2 separate regions of the Anser cygnoides genome follow, and region 2 is linked to region 1. The links are chromatin contacts, called in public Hi-C maps. All regions are on one chromosome and are shown on one strand. The core of a region is the stretch at or near the end of the contact, and the rest is flanking DNA. Distances in the headings are between cores, read along the strand shown. Region 1 holds the start of OAZ1 (ornithine decarboxylase antizyme 1). Region 2 holds the start of NRTN (neurturin).

Region 1 (5,635 bases), core at 1,950-4,449:
TTGAAATGTGTCCTGGAGACATGGTAGTTGGGGGCAAGTGGAATGAGCAGGTCTTTGATAGCGTGTTTGTGGACACCAGCACAGGACTTGGGATGAACTAGAGCCTCAGGACTTTGATGGACGAGAATGTCTACTTGCAATTGTCCCTCTTGCCTCTGTGTTGAAAGCTACTGTGCCATAGCAGATGTGGGTGTATATGAATGGAAGCCCACATGTCAGCTGTTAGGGTTCACTGCCCAGTTATTAGATAACACCAGGGATTCAGTGTTGGCCAAAGATGCCAAACAAAATGCAGCTGGAGCAATTGGGACACAGACACACAGTTACTTCTGCATACTCTGCTATGGTAGGATAATCATGGCAAAACAGTGGTAAAAAACAGCTGGAGATGGCAACATCTCAAAGTGCCTCAGCTGTTAATCCTGACAGTCTGAGTCAGAGTCTTCTCTGTGAGGATTTATGAATCATTGTCACTGCTAAACTGGAAGAGGCTGGCTATCTCAGCAAAACTGCAGCTGGAACTAATCCCACACAATATTTAATGCACAAAAAGAAAACAGGTTGATTGGGCTTTTTGCAGACTACAGAACACCACAGTGTTATCCAGGTCACTCAAGTGTAAAATGGAGTGATGGCCCACTGAGATGACAGGTATCCAATGAGCAAAGCTGTTTCCAGTGCCACAGTAAAGAGGAAAGCAGCTGCAAAGATGATGTCCTTTGACACAGTGCCATTATCAGGAATTACAGCCAGATTACCACATAAATAATAAATGTCATTATTAGAAATAATGAAACCTAAACCAAAATGCTAAGGCAGTCCTTCCATCAACAAATATATCTTCCCCCTTCCCCCCCCGGAAAACCTTTCTAAAACAACACACAAAACATGAATTGCCAAATCTTCTCTGATGTGCTTCATTTGGTCCAAATATTCCTGAGTTGCAGCTATCCTATTGTTTCAAGTTGGTCTCTGGGTAATGCATTAAATGGCAATCAGCTTCCCATCCATAAATCAACAGCCACACGTAGAGAGTACGATGAAAGCACCAACATCGCATTTATTTTGTGTTCTGGGAGCTAAGTGCAGACACCTGCAGCAGGAAAAGGCTTTTTCTCTTGTACCTCTTACTTACCGTGACTCCCAGACTAGTCACTGGCTGCTGGCCAGGCTAGGCTTGTCGTCTAAGCTGCAGGAGAACAGACAATGTTTTCGTTTGGCAATACACTTTGTTCCATCACAGTCAATCAGAGCAGTTTCAGGACACAGAAGGAGGGTGGGGATTTAGACACTTATTCTTGTTCAAAGTGGAACCAATCAATGGTTTATCCATGTGCTCAGAGCTCCTGGATGGGAACATTTTAAAGCAAATAAATATAAACAACACAATAAAAATATTATATATGTATACTCAGATGCAGCTACAGTACCTGAAGGCAATAAACAGGCTTGTTGTAGCCCGGGTTGAACAAAAAAGAAAGAATACAGACATCTACATTTTTATACAAAACCATGATTTTTTTAAAAAAATCATTACAATGTATCTTTAGTAGTTTTCTTTGGCTCTATAAAAATCTTTTTTTCCACTTCATTTACAAGGCATACCTGCCCACAAACTCAATTCAGCATCATGTAAACCTTTATTTTAGCTTTCTTTCAGTGTAGGACAGTAACATCCACCACTTAGGATGTGTCCTGACTTGCACGATGTGCTTCTGGCTTGGTTTTTAGAAAGGGGCTGGTATCACCTAGTAAGCAATAGGCTGAAATGTTCAGAACGGACTGAGTCAAAGATTGGACCAGGGAATTCTCATGTATTTATTTTCGTACACATTTGACTGCTGCTTTCTTTTCAATTTAAGAAGGCGTTTACACCTGTATTGTCCAGAAGAGATCTGGGCTGTCTGAAACACTCAGCCTTTCCTTCAGACCTTGCTCTCGCAGTGGGGTGCAAAGACGCAGCTGTGCCTCGAAGCCTCGGGTTCCCACAGCGCTTGCAGGAGATCAGAAGCGCCGTGCAAGTTATCAGGGGAGCTTTACGGTTCGTCACGGGGCTCGGGGAGCAGGTTAGCGTCTGCTATGTAAATAACCAGCCTTTATTTGCTTCCTCATTGAAGGTACAGCACGAGGCTTTTTTCTGTTCAGGTTACTAAGAGTCACTACCCAGACAACTTGAAAATTATACACCGCACAGTGGCCAGAATAAAACACAAACTGAAGGTAAACGCGACGTTGCGATTCTAGCATCAACCAAGGATGGGCGCACCAAAAAGAGGTCACACTCCCGGCCTATTCCTCCTGGGACTCCCCGCCCTGTACTTGGGTGACTGGTTAATTATTTTTTTTTGACGTTTCTCTCAGCATCCAGCCTATAGGACTACAGAGAATGGCCTCAAGTTGCACCAGGGGAGGTTGAGGTTGGAAATTAGGAGGCATTACTTCTCAGAAAGAGCAGTCAGGTGTTGGGACGGGTTGCCCAGGGAGGTGGTGGAGTCACCGTCCCTGGGGGTGTTTAAGGAGAAGTTGGATGTGGTGCTTGGGGACGCGGTTCAGTTGGCGATAGTGGTGGGAGGGGAATTTTCATCTTGGAGGTCTTTTCCAACCCTAATCATTCTATTAATTCTATGATGCCCATGCAGGGCAAGCCTGAAGCCGCAGGAGCCATCCCCTTGTAGGACCTATCGGGGCCCCAAGCCTACGGGCCGCTGAGGGCACCCTCAGGGACACCGCCTCTCCCCTCCCCCCCCGCCGCGCATGCGCCAGGCGCGGCCCGGCCCCTCCCTTTCCCCGCAGTTTACCTCAGCCAGGCGGAGGCGCCGGACGCGGGGCTCGAACCGGCGTCCCTGCGATCAGCGAGGGTTGCGACACCGTACCGAAGCCTCCCAGCCCAGCCCCGCCCCGCCCCGCCAGATCCCGCCCACCCGCGGAGGCGTAGCCAATCGGAGCTCTCCGTGACTCCCAGTCTCGTCGCCTTTCCAACCAGCGCCGAACTCCTCGCGCTGTCGGCCAATAGGGAAAGAGCTCGATGTTCCGCCCCCGCTCTCCCTTTAGCCAATGGGAAGCGAGGCTTTCTAAGTGACAGTTGGGCCGTTCCCGCACGGGAGCTCTTTCCTGTTCGGGGGCGTGGTCTGCTCCGGGGGGGCGGTACCACATGGGGGGGCGTGGCCGCACAGAGGGTATATAAGGACCCACTGCGGCCGGGGTGCCATTTTGTGTAGCAGCGCCTGGAGAGCGGCCGGCGGGAGGCAGCGGAGGGTTTCGGGGTTCGGACCAGAGCGGCCGGATGGTGAAATCCTCCCTGCAGCGGATACTCAACAGTCACTGCTTCGCTAGAGAGAAAGAGGGGAATAAAAGCACCATCATGCCCGCCGTGCTGAGCCTCAGTACCGGACAGAGCAGGTGAGGGGCTGGGGCCTCGCTCAGCCTTTGCACCGCAGGGCGTTCGCCGCTGCCTCCACTCCCCCCCCCCCTCCTCCCCCGCCGGCTCTGGTTTTCTTCCTCCTCCTCCTCCTCCTCCCCCCCGGACCGGGGGCAGGGCTGCTCCGTGGTGGGGGCGGGCCCTGCGGCCTGGCCTCCTCCCCCGTAAAAGAAGGGGGGGGGGGGGGGGAGGGGAAAAAATACAAAAAAAATTACTATTGTTTCTTAATTTTCAGACGTCTAAGGCAGCGCCGTAAGGTCGGTTACGCCCCTAGCCGTGCCAGGGGACACGTCCGAGCCCCCCCCTCACACACAGCCGGGCCCGGGCAGGCGCCCCCCGAGCCCCCTCGCGGTGCCACGTTAGCGGCAGGCCCCGGCCCCGCGCTGGGCTCAGCCGAGGGGGGAAGGCTGGGGCAGGGCACCCCCGGCCCCTCGGGGGGCTGATCCGCCGTACCCCCCCCTCCCCGGCGGGGTAACGGGGGGAAAAGGCTCCTGAAGACAAAAGGCACGGCCCCCAGGGGGAGAAAAGGCAGGATTAGGCAGAGAGGGGAAAGGGCTGGAAGCTGTTAGCCCCTTACGTAAGCGCAGATATTCTGGAGAAGTAATCGAGGTGCTGAGCCTAAAGCAGAACGTAAGGCTGTTACGGGAGCTCTCAATTTAAAAGCCAACGGAAGGATTAAACAATCCTAACAGATGCTGGGGAGAAGAGATCTGGATCGGGGTGACGGGGCTGCAGTGATGGAAGCTTAGGACGTGGGTCTGCCCTGAATAAAGAGAGTGAAGAACAGACCTGGTGTGTGCATTGTGAGACCAGCCCTAGAATGCTACAGAAAGCTGTTTTTATACTTAACTGCAGGTTAAAGAGAGGTGATTTTTTTTTCAAGAGGAGTAAGATTACCCAAACATCACGAAAATATATTCTCAGTTATAAACTGTAGACAGCCTTCATTATATAGTGCTTTTCATTGGGTGAAAGGTGAAATCATAAAGGATTACTACTGCACAGTTCTGAACAAGGTGTTCAAAGGCTTATTTGTAAGGCTAATTAGGAATACGTAGATCTGCAATCATTCTGAAATAAAATAAGTAATGCTAGTATTAAAATCATTTCAGAGAGTCTAAAATAATGGATTGAACACATTTAATTGAGATTGAGCACATTATAATTTTTAGTTTAATAGCTTCATAGCCGCTGTGCTTACTAATGCCTTCTGGCATTTAATATTTGACCTATATGGCTATTCATTGCCTTTCTAATACGGATTATTCATCACAGATTCCAAGCTCATTAAAAATTAAACTCGTATGAACTGTGCAAAATGGTGGATTATTTTGTACATGTTTATTCTGATTTGCAAATGGCTGCTGGCACTCACAGACAGGACGATTGTGAAAATTTCCCTAAGGGCCTCGATTGCTGCATCTGCTGAGATGACGCAACTCAAGAGTGAGCCTGCAGGGTGAAGGATGGTGCAGAGGGAGGGGCCAGGCGGCACAGCGATTGCTGTTCCTACAGTAGAAGGCTTATTCACAGCCAAGCAGGCTTAGAGATGGGATGAAACAGCACACACAGAAGAAATGTTTCATATCTGAAGATAACATTCTTCACCTTAAACACTGAATGTGGCTAAGCAAGGTATAATTGCTCCAAAAGTCAGTCAGTAGAAAGACTTGGAGATTTCCAAATCATCAGATGTGGTCTTTAAGTTGAAACTCGAGAGCTTGCTTCTGAGCTTTGCCTGATAACATTTGAGATAGTGTCCTCTGCGAGGCTATTTAATGTAATTTTCTGACCTCAAGCCAAAAGAGCTGATGCAAAGATCTAATGTAATTAAGGCTGTATATCACAGGGAAAAACGATTTCCAGGGTGGGGAAGAAAATGGGATTTTGCATACGTGGTAGTGAAATGGTTCCTTTCTTGAGATCAGGTCAAACATACAGCTGCCATGATACAGAAGTGTACTTCATACCAAGTTGAGAGTATTTTCATCTCCAAGCTAGTATTTCATTCAGTATAGTACAGTAGTAGCTTTCTGATGCCTGCAGATCTGGGCTTTAGGTGATGTTCTCGTGCTTGGCCTGTATGTTCTTTTGTCTTGCTACTTGACTAGGTTGCAGTGGGAGGAGTTCCCTCAGTCTACAAAACTGTGCCCTCTAATCCCTGTAAAACCTAGAATTCCCAGGGCTCTAACACTGCTGCTTGTTTACCTTTAACTG
Region 2 (5,933 bases), core at 48-2,547, 530 kb after region 1:
TCTTCCCAAACCTGCCAGAAAACAAACACAAAGACACTTTTGGGGGGCTGGAGGAAGGGAGCGTGTAAGCAAAGCATTTCTGTACGATGGAAAAAGTCATTAAGCTGAGTGGCTTTGTGGCAATGCCTATTTGTACACACTGCTGGTTTCCCACATCGGAAAGCTTTGCCTGGCTCTAAATCCGGTGCTGTGGCGTGCACTGGATTTTGCAGAGAGGCTCCAGCAAAAGCACAGAGAGGTGGGGTCTGCTGGTACCCACCAACTGGCTGTTAACTCTGGAGAGTAATGGTGTCAGGGCAAACAGCAGCAAGCACTCTCTTTTTCTAACCGAGCCCATGAGAAGGAGAAGCAATGGTGCTTTCTGCTTTTTTTTTTTTTTTTTTCTTTTTTACCCAAACTGTCTTTGTGGGGTCATCACACAGGAGACTGCCATTACCTGTGTGGCGACAGGGGAGGAACAGGGATGCTTAAACCAATCCTGCGGGCGCTGGGGTGAGAGGACATGGGGATGAATGCAGCTGGGGAAGTGTTTGTCCCAGTAGGAGACAGCTGAAAAGTGACAGAGATGGGAATGGGGTGTCCCTGGCTCTTCTGAGACATCCCCACTAAGGCCACCCTGACCCTGAGGCATGCAGGCTTCAGCTGTGGGTGCTGCCAGGGGCTCCGTTCCCCCCAAATAGGGCTACAATGGGACAGCTGCAGCCCCTCTGGTCTTGGCCAGGCTGAGGGACTGCAGCACATCAAGCAGCCGGAGTCCTGGATTTGCCCTAAATTAAAAGTTGTTTCTTGTAGGATTTAAATTCCTTGACATTGCTCTTTGTATTACTGACCTGGATTTATTTATTATTAGAAATAACTTCTCCCAAATTGCCATATTAGAGCATCGCTACAGCTGGGGCCAGGAGCTCGCAGCTTAGATATTTGTCACCCTGCTCTTTCACTGTCCCCAAGCCTGGCTGAGTGCTGCGTGTATTAGAGGCTGGGGGGGGTGGGGGGGGGGGCTTGTCACCAGGCTGCTCTGAACTCTTTCTTTCTCTCCTGCAAAGCTGCAAAAGAAAAGGAACCTTTGGGATTAGATAAAATGGCGTGACATGAAAACCAAACGTGTTGCACGTGAAGGGTGTTAGTTTGTGACCCGCAAGCAGCAATTTAGTAAACATTTTGGGGGGAAAGCGCTGCAAAGGCGGGGGGGCGGGGGGGATTAGCTTCGGACAGCACGCTGAAATCTCCCCACCAGTACCTCCAGCAGGTGAAGAATCCCGAGGGCTGCGGGGGGCGGGGGGGGCTCAGCCGGCTCCGGGACTCATCGGGAACTGCTCCGTGCCGGGGCTGCGGGTACCGGCGGGGGGGATGCTCGGAGCCCCGCGGTCCGGGCACCCGGTGCGGGGCGGCCCCGAGGATGCGGGGGGAGCAACGGGGGGGAGGAAAAGAAACCGGTGCCTCCTGCCCGGGGGGGGGGGTGGGGGGGGGTGAGCGTGAGGCTGCGGGCGGCACCGCCACCGGGATCGGCCCCGCAGCGCAGCCCGGGACTGGGCGGAGGCGGGCCCGGGCGGGGCGCAGGAGCCGGCCCGTTCCAAACCCGCCCCCCGCCGCGGGGAGGAGGCGGTGGCCGAGTTTCCCCCCCCGTCGGCCCCCCTCCTCCCGTGCCGTGCCGAGCCGAGCCGTGCTGTGCTCCAGCCGTGCCGTGCCAGAGCCGAGCCGTGCCAGAGCTGAACCGAGCCAGAGCGAGCCGTGCCGGTCTGAACCCAAGCGTGCCGAGCCGTGCCGTGCCGTGCCGTGCCGAGCCTTCTCATGGCGGCCCCCGGTCCCACGCGTGTCCCGGTCCCGGCACGGAGCCGCCGCTGAGAGCTGCGCTCCGGCTCGGCGTCCAGGTAAGCCCCGCGACGGGGACAGAGCACCTGTTCCGAGCCTGGCACGGATCCTGCCCACGGCCGAAGGGGCTCCTCCGGGGACCTCAGGCGAGCCCCAGGACCCTGCGCCACGGAGGTGCTGAGCCCCGGTCCTGGGAACCCCCACCGGACCCCGGTGGGACCGGGCCGGGGGCCACAGCCCCTCGCCCCGGGGGGGAGCAGCCCGAAAAACGGGGCTGGCCCCAGCCACCCACCTCCCGCTCGGTGCCGGGGCGGCCTTCGGGGCTGCTGAGGGAGTTTGCTTCATACTTGGAGACCGTCCCGCTGCGCAGAAACGCAAACACGGCGAGGACGGCTCAGGGTGCAGTTTGTTCACGTGGAGGGGTGGGGTGGGGGGGGGGGGAAATGTGTCCTGTCTAAATATTAGTTTAAGAAACGGAAGGCTCTGTGGCCGGTCTGCCTGCATCTGCAACCCCGTCACCTTCTCCCAGCTCTAGCTGCCAGCGTTCAGCCGCCTCTGAGCTGCGGTTTCTGCATCCAGAGCTTAGCAGGGGCTAGGAGGCGAATTTCACCCCAGCATCGAGGGAGGGAATTTCCCGTTCTTGCTGTGGTCTGTACGAAGGCTTTAAAAAAACAACCTAGACCTCAGATGTCTTTATTGCACATATATGGTAGCTTGTAGCCAGCACTGATTTAAATCCTAGCATTGCTTGGGGAGCCAATCCACAATTCGGCGCTGGGTCGAGGGCATGCTTTATTGCAGTGGGAGGAATGGCTGATGGCTGTCAAAAGTGATGTGTGGGTCCCAGCCACGCACTGAAGTCCTGGTTCTGAAGCCAGGATCACCTGTGGATCCCAAATTCAGACTCCCACATTCGTGTGTGCTCCTGGCTTTAAGAGTAGGAGCGGCTGAGATGCTGCAAGATGCAGAGCAGAGCAACCAGGTGGAGAAGCCGGGGGGGGTGGGGGGTCTGCACAAGATTTTAGGAGGCTTGAGCACTTGCCTTTTATTTTTTTTTTGTTTTTTTAAGCTGCCGCTTGTAACTGGGCCTCAGGTTCTGCCCCAGAGCGTCCTGCTGCAGCACTGTCCCCAGCTGTGAAGCAGAGCTGGCGATGCTGTGCGGGAGCCTTGCTCTGGGATGTGGCGGTTCCTGGCGCGAGCGTCCTTGGGGGCATCACCGGACACCTACCCGCTAGCCAGGGTGGGCTGCAGGCCGTCCTATGCCTCCACCAGCAGGTCCAGTGCTGGGCTGTGGGGAAAAGAGACTTTTTTTGTTTCTACATCTCATGTTTTTTTAATAGCACTGGATCTTGCAGTGCTAGCTCAGTCCTGGTCCAGCTCCTGCCTTGCCTGCAGGGAGGAGCAAAGGAGGTGCAGTGTACCCCTGGGGGACACTGTGCCGTATCCCCCTAGCTGTGCAGTGAGCCACAGCTGCAGCCGCTTGGAGCAGGATTTGTCATGCAGAGGAGGCACTCGCTGTGCTGGGGCCGGGCTCCTCTTGGGCTGTGGGGCTGCAGAATTTGGTAGGGTGAGGAGAGAACCCAGCACCCTTGTGGCATCCAGCCCCTGAGCCGTAAGCCAGAGGACCTGGCCCAGCTTTGCTGCGACACAGCCGGGGACAGGCAGGCTGGCGCTGCTCCAGCATCCCGGCTGCGGTACCTGGGATGTGGGCACCCCTGGGTGCTCAGCGGTGCTGGGCGCGGAGCAGGGCTGGCAGCAGCTGCACTGGGTGCCCTCCCACGGTGCAGACGTGAATCACAGCTCAGTGCTCTCCCTGCTTGCCTGGTAAAACCCCGCTCCCAGGGCTGTGCTGTGCTGCTACAACTCTGTCAGGCTTGGTTCTCCGGAGTGTGCTTTTAAGGTTGACTTCCAGCCCTGGGGAGGCTGCGAGGGAGGATCTAAGATTTGCAATATCCACTTTCTGAGGCCAATGTACCTTGTATGTAGCCTGAAGTGAAGCCCAGCTGGTAGTGTGGCCAGAGTAGGCATCACCTTGACTGTCCCCAGCGCCACATGCCATGCACATGCCTGGCGTGGTGGCATTAAGCACATGAGGCAGGCAGCTTCCTATCCAGGAGGTCCCCATCCTGTGACGTGCCCATGCAGGGGTGGGTTTGGGGTCACGAAGACCTGGCAGCTGCCTGGTGATGCCAGCCTCCCCCTCCAGAGCAGCCTGTGGTACCCAGTGGGGCCAAATCTTGACTGAGTGGGAGATGCCGGGAGGGGGAAGGACGGGCCAGGCACGCAGTGCCCGTTGCGGGAGGTGCAGTCGGGCAGCTCAGGACTGGTGTGTTTTACCACTGTGTTTTTTCCCCTGGTGCCGCAGGCATTTTCATTGCTGGTCTAAGCTAAAGCACATGTGCACAGTCCTGCTGGCAGGAACCGACCCTTTGCAAAGCCCAACAGGGGCAGCAGCACATGGTCCTGCTCTGGCAGCTCTCAGGGCCCAGCTTGCTTGGGCTGGTGGCAAGGATCTCTCCCCGCACCCCCCACCCCCCCAGCCATGCCCGGGGTCCCTCAGCACCCCCAAAAGTTGCTGCAGCGATGCAGGCCCGGGGTCTGGGCAAGGGGTCTACTCCAGCCCCACTGTTCGCTGGTCAGACCGGAGGAATCCCCCCCACCTCAGCTTTTTCTGTGATTTGGCCAGTTTGGAATGGTCTTTTCCCACTGAGCCTGGAGGAGGGGAAGAGAAAACCCAAACTTGCTCCTGCTGGTTGTGCTGGGACGCTCTTGTAGGAAGGAGCATCCCCAGCACGGGGAACGAGCCAGCCCCTCCACCACTGCCTGGGGAAGGGAAATGCCACAAGCAGTTTCACTCCCCTTGCTTCTTTGTCACGAAACCCGAAACAGGCTCACTTTGTAACTTAGCATCCAAAGAGCTAAATTGAAACAATCATTTGCCACCGCGTTGTTCTCAAATGATGACAAAAAGCATTTCCTTCTGCAGCTGTTCAAAGGCCACGTTGCCAGCATGTCCGTCCCCTAATAAGAAATGTCAGTCACATCCCTGCTGGTTTTTGTGAAACGTTTTGATTTGGATGGAACCACATTTTTCCAGCAGAATAGGTTTCCTTTGAACATTATCCAGGCCGAGTGTGCAGGCACCAGGCTGCGGGGAGGTGGCAGCGCAGCCCTGCCTGGCCTCACTGGGGACGCAGTGCTGCCAGGGGCCGTATCCTGGCACAGCCCCGGTGCAGCAGCAGCAGCCTAGGGCAGCAGCTGCGTTTCGCTCTGTTTCAGCAGCTCTTTGTGGCACCAGGACCTGGCTGCACAGTGCTCGGATCGCAACCGTGAGCTCTCCTGGGAGATGCCTGGTGCTGAGCAAGGACATTGCCCACAAGTGCAGTTTGCCATAACAGGACTCCGGGCTCCAGAGAGCCCTCGAGTTCACCTTAGTGGGGTTTTCAGGCAGCGTTGGAGGGCTGAGGAGGTCTGCAAGCCCATCCCATGTCCTTCTCAAGGAAGAAAATGTGTCCCGGAAGGAACTGAGCAAAGCCAATTCTCAAAGCCTATTTAAAGCAAGCAAACAGTCCATGGGATTTTGGGGATGGGCTGAGCAAGCAGCCAGCCCCAGAGCTTCCAGGGCTGAGGAGGGCTGACAGCCCAGCGCCCCTGCTCACTCCAGGCCCTGGCAGTTCAGTTTGGGCACCAGTAAACGCACGTTGGTTGTGTCCTGGGGCCGAGAGCCACTCCTGCCGATCTCTGGGGCTTGCTCACAGCAGCAGAGCTGTCTGCAAAAGCACCGAGTGCTCAAATCAGTGACCTGGCAACAGCTTCTGCATGGCTTTTGGTGGCTTCTTTGCTTTTAATGATGTTGTTGTTGGCTGTGGCCAGACGGGGCTGGCGGGGAGCACGTGGTGTATTTATTGCTGGCGGTTGTTGCTCCCTGAACCTCCCCTGTAAAGCACCCGGGCTGTTGGACTTGGTGAAGGTGGGTGGTGGTCGAGCGGCTGCGCTGTTCCTGGCACCCAGGGGTGGGGCAGAGCCCCAGTCCTGCCCTTCAGCCCTCCTGGCCCCAGCAGGAGCATCTGTCTGAGCCCCCACATCCCCACAACCCCATCCCAGTGGCACCATGGTCCCCG

What was found. A called contact is a pair of places that touch in the nucleus more often than the background predicts.
Region 2: a contact with region 1 is called in a Hi-C map of liver, with 5 times the contacts expected there. The contact joins the promoter of NRTN here to the promoter of OAZ1 in region 1. A contact is called at or near these places in 2 of 7 Hi-C or Micro-C datasets (both in liver).

What each region holds. Positions count from the first base shown.
Region 1 is chr27:5,544,642-5,550,276 of Taihu_goose_T2T_genome, forward strand. OAZ1 (ornithine decarboxylase antizyme 1) reads left to right here and starts at 3,200. Exons shown (of 6, transcript XM_048077751.2): 1 at 3,200-3,399. The coding sequence starts at 3,284. It overlaps LOC125184497 (a long non-coding RNA gene), which reads right to left and starts at 3,069. Exons shown (of 3, transcript XR_007168605.2): 1 at 2,799-3,069; 2 at 1,136-1,346.
Region 2 is chr27:6,080,527-6,086,459 of Taihu_goose_T2T_genome, forward strand. It overlaps NRTN (neurturin), which reads left to right and starts at 1,298. Exons shown (of 2, transcript XM_066983823.1): 1 at 1,298-1,871. The coding sequence starts at 1,400. LOC106048417 reads left to right here. Exons shown (of 7, transcript XR_010826693.1): 7 at 1-924.